Regions from separate parts of the Xenopus tropicalis genome. Here region 2 is linked to region 1. The links are chromatin contacts, called in public Hi-C maps. All regions are on one chromosome and are shown on one strand. Each heading gives the region's core, a stretch centred on a gene start, on an enhancer-like site or on the middle of the called end of the contact. The rest is flanking DNA. Distances are from core to core; before and after follow the strand shown.

Evidence for each region. A called contact is a pair of places that touch in the nucleus more often than the background predicts.
Region 2: a Hi-C map of neurula embryo shows a contact between it and region 1, with 2.6 times the contacts expected there. The contact joins the promoter of vps53 here to the promoter of c2h17orf97 in region 1. A contact is called at or near these places in 4 of 5 Hi-C or Micro-C datasets (brain, gastrula embryo, neurula embryo and 1 more).

Annotation. Positions count from the first base shown.
Region 1 is chr2:96,132,372-96,136,162 of UCB_Xtro_10.0, forward strand. c2h17orf97 (protein LIAT1) reads left to right here and starts at 1,601. Exons shown (of 5, transcript XM_031896964.1): 1 at 1,601-1,726; 2 at 1,893-1,919; 3 at 2,516-2,615; 4 at 3,506-3,791. The coding sequence starts at 3,634.
Region 2 is chr2:96,288,968-96,292,758 of UCB_Xtro_10.0, forward strand. vps53 (vacuolar protein sorting-associated protein 53 homolog) reads right to left here and starts at 1,719. Exons shown (of 22, transcript XM_002934343.5): 1 at 1,215-1,719. The coding sequence starts at 1,298.

The DNA of each region.
Region 1 (3,791 bases), core at 351-2,850:
ACATAAAAGCCACAGCCATCTTCAACTCTGCCACTACTGCTCTAATATCATCAGTGTCTGCTATTTTGAAAATTGGCAGGCCTGCCCATGAATGAGCAGTAACAACCACACGTCTACTGAACTCTACTAGGAGCAAGAGTGTGCACTTACCCCAACAGGTGCCGTGAATCTACAAGCCCCAGTAGCAACCTTTCTGATCACTAACCTAGGGTGGCCTCCAATAGGGAATACCAAATGAGGGGGTTTCATGCAATAATTCTACTAAATGAATAGCCGTCAGGATTTGCCATCCTTCTCAAGCATTGGATTGATAATCACAGATGCCCATGCTAACCAGAATGAAGATAAAGCAAAAGAGATGAATAGTTAAGAGAGTTAAGGGTCATTTTTGACTTTGGGGAGGGACAGTGCTAACCGGGATATGGATGCAGAGTGAATACCATAGTTTTGCTGACTTGAAGTGGCCAGGAAATAATGTTTATGAATGTTAAAGAAGCATTTTTGCTTCAGGCCACAGTTTACAAGAGGTGGCAAATAGCAGCTCCTGGAAACTCTTTTTTTTGAGCAAAATGGAGTTTATTGATAACACAGAATGAAAAGTTACAGACTGTATACATTGCAATTAGACTGCGGTAATAATCAGTACAGGAGATTTAAAATAGGTAGAATAATATTATTAATACATTGGTGTCTAAACTCTTAGGAAATGCTCTTGACTATGCAATTTATACTCAGCAATATCTATGACCCAGTGGAGACTAAATTCAATAACATTATGCCAGCAGGGTATCCACCCAGGGTATCCCACTTCTAAGATCAATCTGCCTGTCTATGTGTAAATTACATAGACAAGATCCACAGTACAAATTACAATCTTGTACATCTATATACAGAAAAAAATATGTACATGAACTGAAAAAGGTCAGGAAGCCATTCCTCTATTTAAAGTGTCATTGTCACTTTAATAGAATGCAGCAGGAGAAAGATGGCATGTAATTAAGGCTTTGGTGTGACAAGCCTCTCCAGGAGAAGACCCAATACTAAATAATGAAAAGGTCTCCTGGGGGAAGCAATTGTTTATGAGGAGCAGGCGAAAGTTTATTTTTAGAGAAAAGTATAACTTCCGTGTCAGCAATTGATTTTTTTCTGGAAAAACTTGCAGGTTTCATATTATCATTGTTGTTTTTACTGTGCAATGCAGATTTTATTATTCAATTTAAATGAGAATTGGTGATCAGAATTGTATTTTGGAACAAATACATTTCTATTCAGGTACACAAAGAACTTCCAGTATTTCCATCAAGGCTCATTATTTATTTTATGAGATGAAAAGACTGAAATATCACTTTACATTCAGGCCTCTTCCTCTATCTGCGTACTCAGTCGCCAGTATGATGATGGAGGACTTGTTGTCACGGCAACTCTCATTCATAGCTGGAGAATGAACTGAAATGGCTTTAATTGGCATTGCTGAATATATCTATTTTGGGATCAAAATAATAATTCAAAGCAAATACAAATTTTCTTCTACATACATATACATTCACACACACATATATATATGTTTAATGCTATTATAACCTAATAATATTTAACAATGTAACAGAGTTTTAAACATGCAGCCCCATCAAAAGTTTATCAATTTACAGAACCCAAGATTATGCTGTTGGAACTGAAGAGACAAAATAAATTATGAAACAATGTGCTTCATGACCTGACACATACAGTAGGTGTCTAAAATATGACCTTATACTGTAATTAAAGGGGCAATATGTTAAGTTAGGGCTAAATAAAAAGAATTTGTATGAGTTCTGCCTTTTTTTTAATTACACAAAATTCCTGATTTTTTATTGTAAGATGCTAATGGATCATTGTTTTGTTTATTGCTGTAGGACCTACTTGCATTTTCTGGAAGCAAGGTAGGTCAATTAAAAAAAATATATATAATGCTCTTGTAATAAACAAGCCCCTCCTTTTCCCTTATTGTTGCCTGAGTCTCAAATTGGTGCGTATGTTTCAGCTAATTATAAGGGGTGTTTAACTGCAAAGTGTTGTTTAATTCATTGTCTTGTATTCCTCCTACAATAGCTCTGAAGAACCAAAAAGGTGGGATGAAGTGTACAATAAGATTACTTGTGCATCGTTCTGCATAGTTCAGTACAAGACATAAAAACTATGCTTTTTTTTAATTAAAAATTAGGCACAATGCACTTTTGCAGCCTATCACCCACCTGTTAGCTAAACGTTGTTCTTCAGCTCCCTGCAGCACTACCTACAAAGCCCCCAAAAGCTACACCTACCTCAGTCTGTAATTTATATGGCTCAGCCCAGGAACCTTGCAATTATTAGAAGTGTCCCTAATTTGTAAAGTAAGCTTGAGTCAACCTTTGGCACAGTTTCTACCATCTTCCCCACAAGTATATGAAAAATAAACTCCGCTGTTTGTCAGGGCATACCCATGAACTCTGTGGTGACAAAGAATGAATGATCTATACCATTTCCTTGTTTGTACTAGGAGTAATCAGTCATGAGAAGCACAGTCACATCCTTCAGAGCTGCCAGCAAAAATATAAAAGCGAGCAGATACAAGCTATTAAATGCTGTGAACAGACAGTGTGAGTATTGTGGCTATTATTGAATCCTGATAACTGAAAATATTATATAGGACATTTTTATACCTAACCAGCAGAGGAAAAGAAGGGACTGAATTTTGTTTTCTGATACAGCAAAAAAAAATATTAACATAGTTCACTAAGATACGAATCGGGAGCATTTGTGTTGTGAAATATACTGGATTGCGAACACCAATAAAAAAGCAACAAAAAGAGGTTTTGTCACATTCTTTTCCTTGTAATTGAGCAGGTAGATCATGTAGGTGATATGTAATTGTGTGCTGCCATGGAGTTTCTCCCCCACCAAGTGCAGAACAGGATTATAAAGGAATGCGAGTGTGATTTTGTGAGGGCGTTTTCCCAGTGTGTTTATACCCCACTACCTTTGGCTCTTCATAAGCTTTCCTCATAAGCAAAGGGGTATAAACACACAATAAATAAAGAACAAAATCCACACGTATACAAATTGCACTTAGTTTTATAAACATATGTAACAATTAGAAAACTATAACATTTTATAAATATTATGTAAAGTAATACTGAAATGTATAATTGCTTGTGTGGTGCAGAAGGCACAACGTTTTTAACATGAAAACATTGTAAATTCTTGGTATAACAGGATCATGGGAACAACATGGCAGATTTTTTAAATATCTTACGGCCCCAAAGATTAGTAGATCAGTTTAGAATAATTCATAACTTTTACAACATTTCACTGAAACTGAACTTGGCTTATTGCGCCGAATGCACTCCTTAATAACTATGTCAAGTGGCATTGCTATATACTAATAGCCAAACAAAAACAAAAATGAAATAATACGATCATATATTCCCAAAGCAGATGTAAAATTGTATATGCTTTTAACTTCTGTGTGATTGGAATTTAAAAGCAGAGTGGTCACCATGGAGACGCGTCCCGGAAGTTGGAAACCCACGTGTGGAGGCAGCGGCACAATTCCTGGCACAGTCGTACATGGGATCGCAGCGGGCTGCAGAAAGTCTCTAGTGTCGGAACTTTATTATGGACGCTTCAGGAGCTGATCTTCGCGATCGTGAGAAGCAGACATCTAAACATAGCAAGCAGCCTTTCCGAGCTTTAGTCACGTCGAGTGGTAAAGTGAAAAAGAAAACTAAGAAGAAGGAGAGAACTAATAGTATCAAGAAAAGGGGGCGCACATC
Region 2 (3,791 bases), core at 469-2,968, 160 kb after region 1:
GGACCCAGTGACAGACGGGACATTAATAAATTGCTGAAAAAAAGTTGTGCCTATTATGCTGGCCAGACTGCTATCGTTTAAGAAGATATCACTAAAATGATCATCTAAACTATGCCATTTTACTATGATCTTTTAAAAGGTAAACATATCCTCCTTTTATGCAAGGTGTACTAAACTCACTTATTTAATTGCTTATATATGGAATATTCACATACAAAATGCCAAGAGTTAGCATCATTGAACTCAAGAAATGTGAATGTATTCACTGAAAAGGTAAATTTAGCATTCGGACTTAGATTTGGCTGTGTAAAAAATCTACTGTAGCATATGTTGGAGGATAAATAATTATATGGGTCTCTTTAGAGTTTGGGTTCATCATTTCTGTGAAAGAAAACCTTAATACTACAGCATACAATGATATTTTTATCATTCCATGCTAATGACAAAAGTTTGGAGAATGCACTTTCCTGTTTCAGCACCATAATGTTCCTATACATAAAGCAAGGTTTAAACAGAATTGATTTGGGGGTCACAAATGATTTTGCGGCTTAATGGAAGAAAATCCTAGCAACATGTTTCAAAATCTGTTTCCTCAAAGAAGAAAAAAATGTTACAGCAGCAAAGGGAGGGTCAGCTTTATGTTGATAACCCTGATACTGTACAGACAGGTGTATGAACACTTTTGAATATAATATAGTTCCTGCCATATGGCTTCTGCTTCAGAGACATGATAGAGTGCTCCATACATTCCCATAATACAAACCTCTTAGAGCCAGATTATAAAGAAATGTTGCAAAATCCACTGAAACAGACAGGCCACAGGCAATAAATGTAACATCTCCCAGTTACTGGTATAACCATACATAGAATTCTTTCATAATCTATAACTCTTTTTAACAATGTTTATATGGCCAATGCTGAGATTCTTACCAGCTGTCTCACATGTTATGGCACTGTATATCATCCATAGCAGAAACATAGCAGAATTATTGATTCTCGATATTTCTAGATGCCTGAAAAGCAACAAACCAGTAACCTACTGTGCCAGGAATGAAACCAATAATGCTTCACAGAAGTTGTACAACCCTATTCTAGGAAAGGCTCACAATGACAGCGTATAAGACTTGCACCCTCTACCATACCTTGTCACTGACCAATAACCATAGGCCGCTCCTATCATAACGATGAGAGCGTCATTGAAAGTTGTATCGTACCTGCTCGATAGCTTGCTGCACCTCCGGGGACAGGTGTAATACTGCCTCTAGCTCCTCCACAACCTCCAACTCTTCCTCATCCATCTCTGCAGGATCAGCAGCAGCTTCCTGCGCCGCACTGTACCCTGGGACAATTGGGAAGGAAGTGCGGTTACTATGGCGACAGCCAGCCAAGGTAAACGCCGCTTTGAATAGTCAAAAATATTTGTGAAGCGTATGTCCCAAAGCGAAAGTATTCTCAAAGTTGCAGTGCAGTTTAATTTATCCTATTGCTGTTTCCTGAACTCTTATACATTGTTTTTATTTATAGGGTTTTGGTTTGCCCATTTAAAAGATGGCTGACGCTGTGTGCAGAGGATGTCATGTAAGTGACGTGTAACAATCTTCCACAGTCGGTAGACAGCCTATGAATAAAACAAGGCAAATATAGTTGCTAGGAACTGTGAAGTTTTCTTTATAACTTAACCGCCGATCTGGATTGCCTTGTTACTAGAAAGGCGCGTCGTTTTCAGAACTAACCAGTTTCACTGAAGCATCACAATGACAGTATGACTTGTATAGAACCTTTTGCGCAAGTTGTGACAGCTCTGTAACCACGCCCCAAACATTAAGATCACACCTTGGGATGCCTAGGCCACGCCCTTCATCCGTTCTGAGCCAGCTATATTAAGACTATGGTGTCTGTGAAGTCTTCTGTTTACAGGGTAACCCTTTTGAAATAAAAAATAACAAAAGTGGTATAAAGGTGATACCTTTATTGGCTAACTAAGATAACCATAGCAAGCTTTCAGAACATTTTAGTTCCTTTTTCAAGCTGATTGAAGTCTTCTGAAAACTTGAAGGTTTTGTAAATCGCAGCCGGGTTTTTCAGCGCCTCAGAAGGTAGCAGCACTAGCAAGGACGCGTAAAAATACACTAGTGATGTTGCTGTTCTTTCATATTCCCGAACCAGTTTTAGAGTATTCTCTCTGAAACAAATGGCAATATGACTATGAAAATTTTCATTCATCCAGGTCATGGTTTATCTAGTATAAATGTAGCCCTCTTCTGCTACTGTATGAGATCTAGCACGTGTGTCGCTACAGGAGTCCTGTGCCCCCGCTTAGATGGGGGAGCAGATACAACTGGCGTGCCTCCACCCAGGGTGGGGACAGGTTGACTTTTGTACCCCTCCCTGGGAAACTTCTCTAGGTCAATCTGTGCAGGCCTCCACATGTAGCGGACTCCCTGCAACTCCTGGGACCTTGCCCCCTTGGGGTGGTTGCTTACCAGGCAGTTGAGGATCCACTTGCAGAGGAATTGACCAGGGGACTGGGAGTTGCTGATTAACCAAATAAACTTCATTTTTGTATCCAAACAGTATCCAGTAATATAATATGCAGGTTTAGGTATATCTCCCCATACCTCTAGGAGACCCTCTCGCTTAGGACTACTCCCCGGTACTCCCACCAAGAGACCCTTTCTCTTAGGACTCTCCCTGGTACTCACGCCAGAAGACCCTCTCGCTTAGGCAATCTTCCCTTTACTAGAACTGGCTACCACCTGAGCCACTTGATATACCTGAACTACGGCCAGTAATGCCGGGAGGTAATCACCTCACTAATCTCCTTGGAGGGGCTTCAGACTGCCCTTACTAGATACCCTATCTACCCTTTCACTCCTAGGGTGACTATAAATTATCTATCTGAACTATCTAACTGAATCCTGTAGTTAACCTCTAACAGGTGTGGTCACAGGACCAAAGACCTAGGGGCCCATTTACTTACTCACGAACGGGCCGAATGCGTCCGATTGCGTTTTTTTCGTAATGATCGGTATTTCGCGATTTTTTCGGAAAATTATCGCGACTTTTTGTTACCAATACGATTTTTGCGGAAAAACGCGAGTTTTTCGTAGCCATTCCGAAAGTTGCGATTTTTTCGTAGCGTTAAAACTTGCGAGAAAACTTGCGCTTTTTTCGTAGCGTTAAAACTTAAAAGGCGCGACGTTTTGAGCAAGTTTTAACACTACGAAAAAATCGCAACTTTTTGCGCAAGTTTTAACGCTACGAAAAAATCGCAACTTTCGGAATGGCTACGAAAAACTCGCGTTTTTTCGCGCAAATCGTATTGGTAACGAAAAAGTCGCGATAATTTCCGAAAAGTCATAAAGGCGCCGAAAAAAACGCAAAAAATACGAAAAAGTCGCAAAATGTTCGTTTTCCAATCGGAATTTTTCCAATTCGGATTCGAATTCGTGGGTTAGTAAATCAGCCCCCTAGTGTGTGAGTCATCCCTTTTTATATTGCACCACACCGCTACCTAGTGGTTGCTGCTGAATAACAGAGGAAACGCTTCACACATACAAACAGCTAGGACCACCCTTAGGTGTCCATATCCCACAAGGCCACCCTCTGGTTTGCTTGTCTAAAGGGGAACCCAGCCTAAGGGGCCCAAATCTAAAGCAACTGGACTTGTTAAGTAATCATTAAAGATGTTTCACTACTCATCCGAGCAGCTTCTTCAGTTGTTTTAGATTTATTTATACTAGATACTCTAGTGATGGTTCTGTTAAAATTAGGTAACATTAAGTTTACAG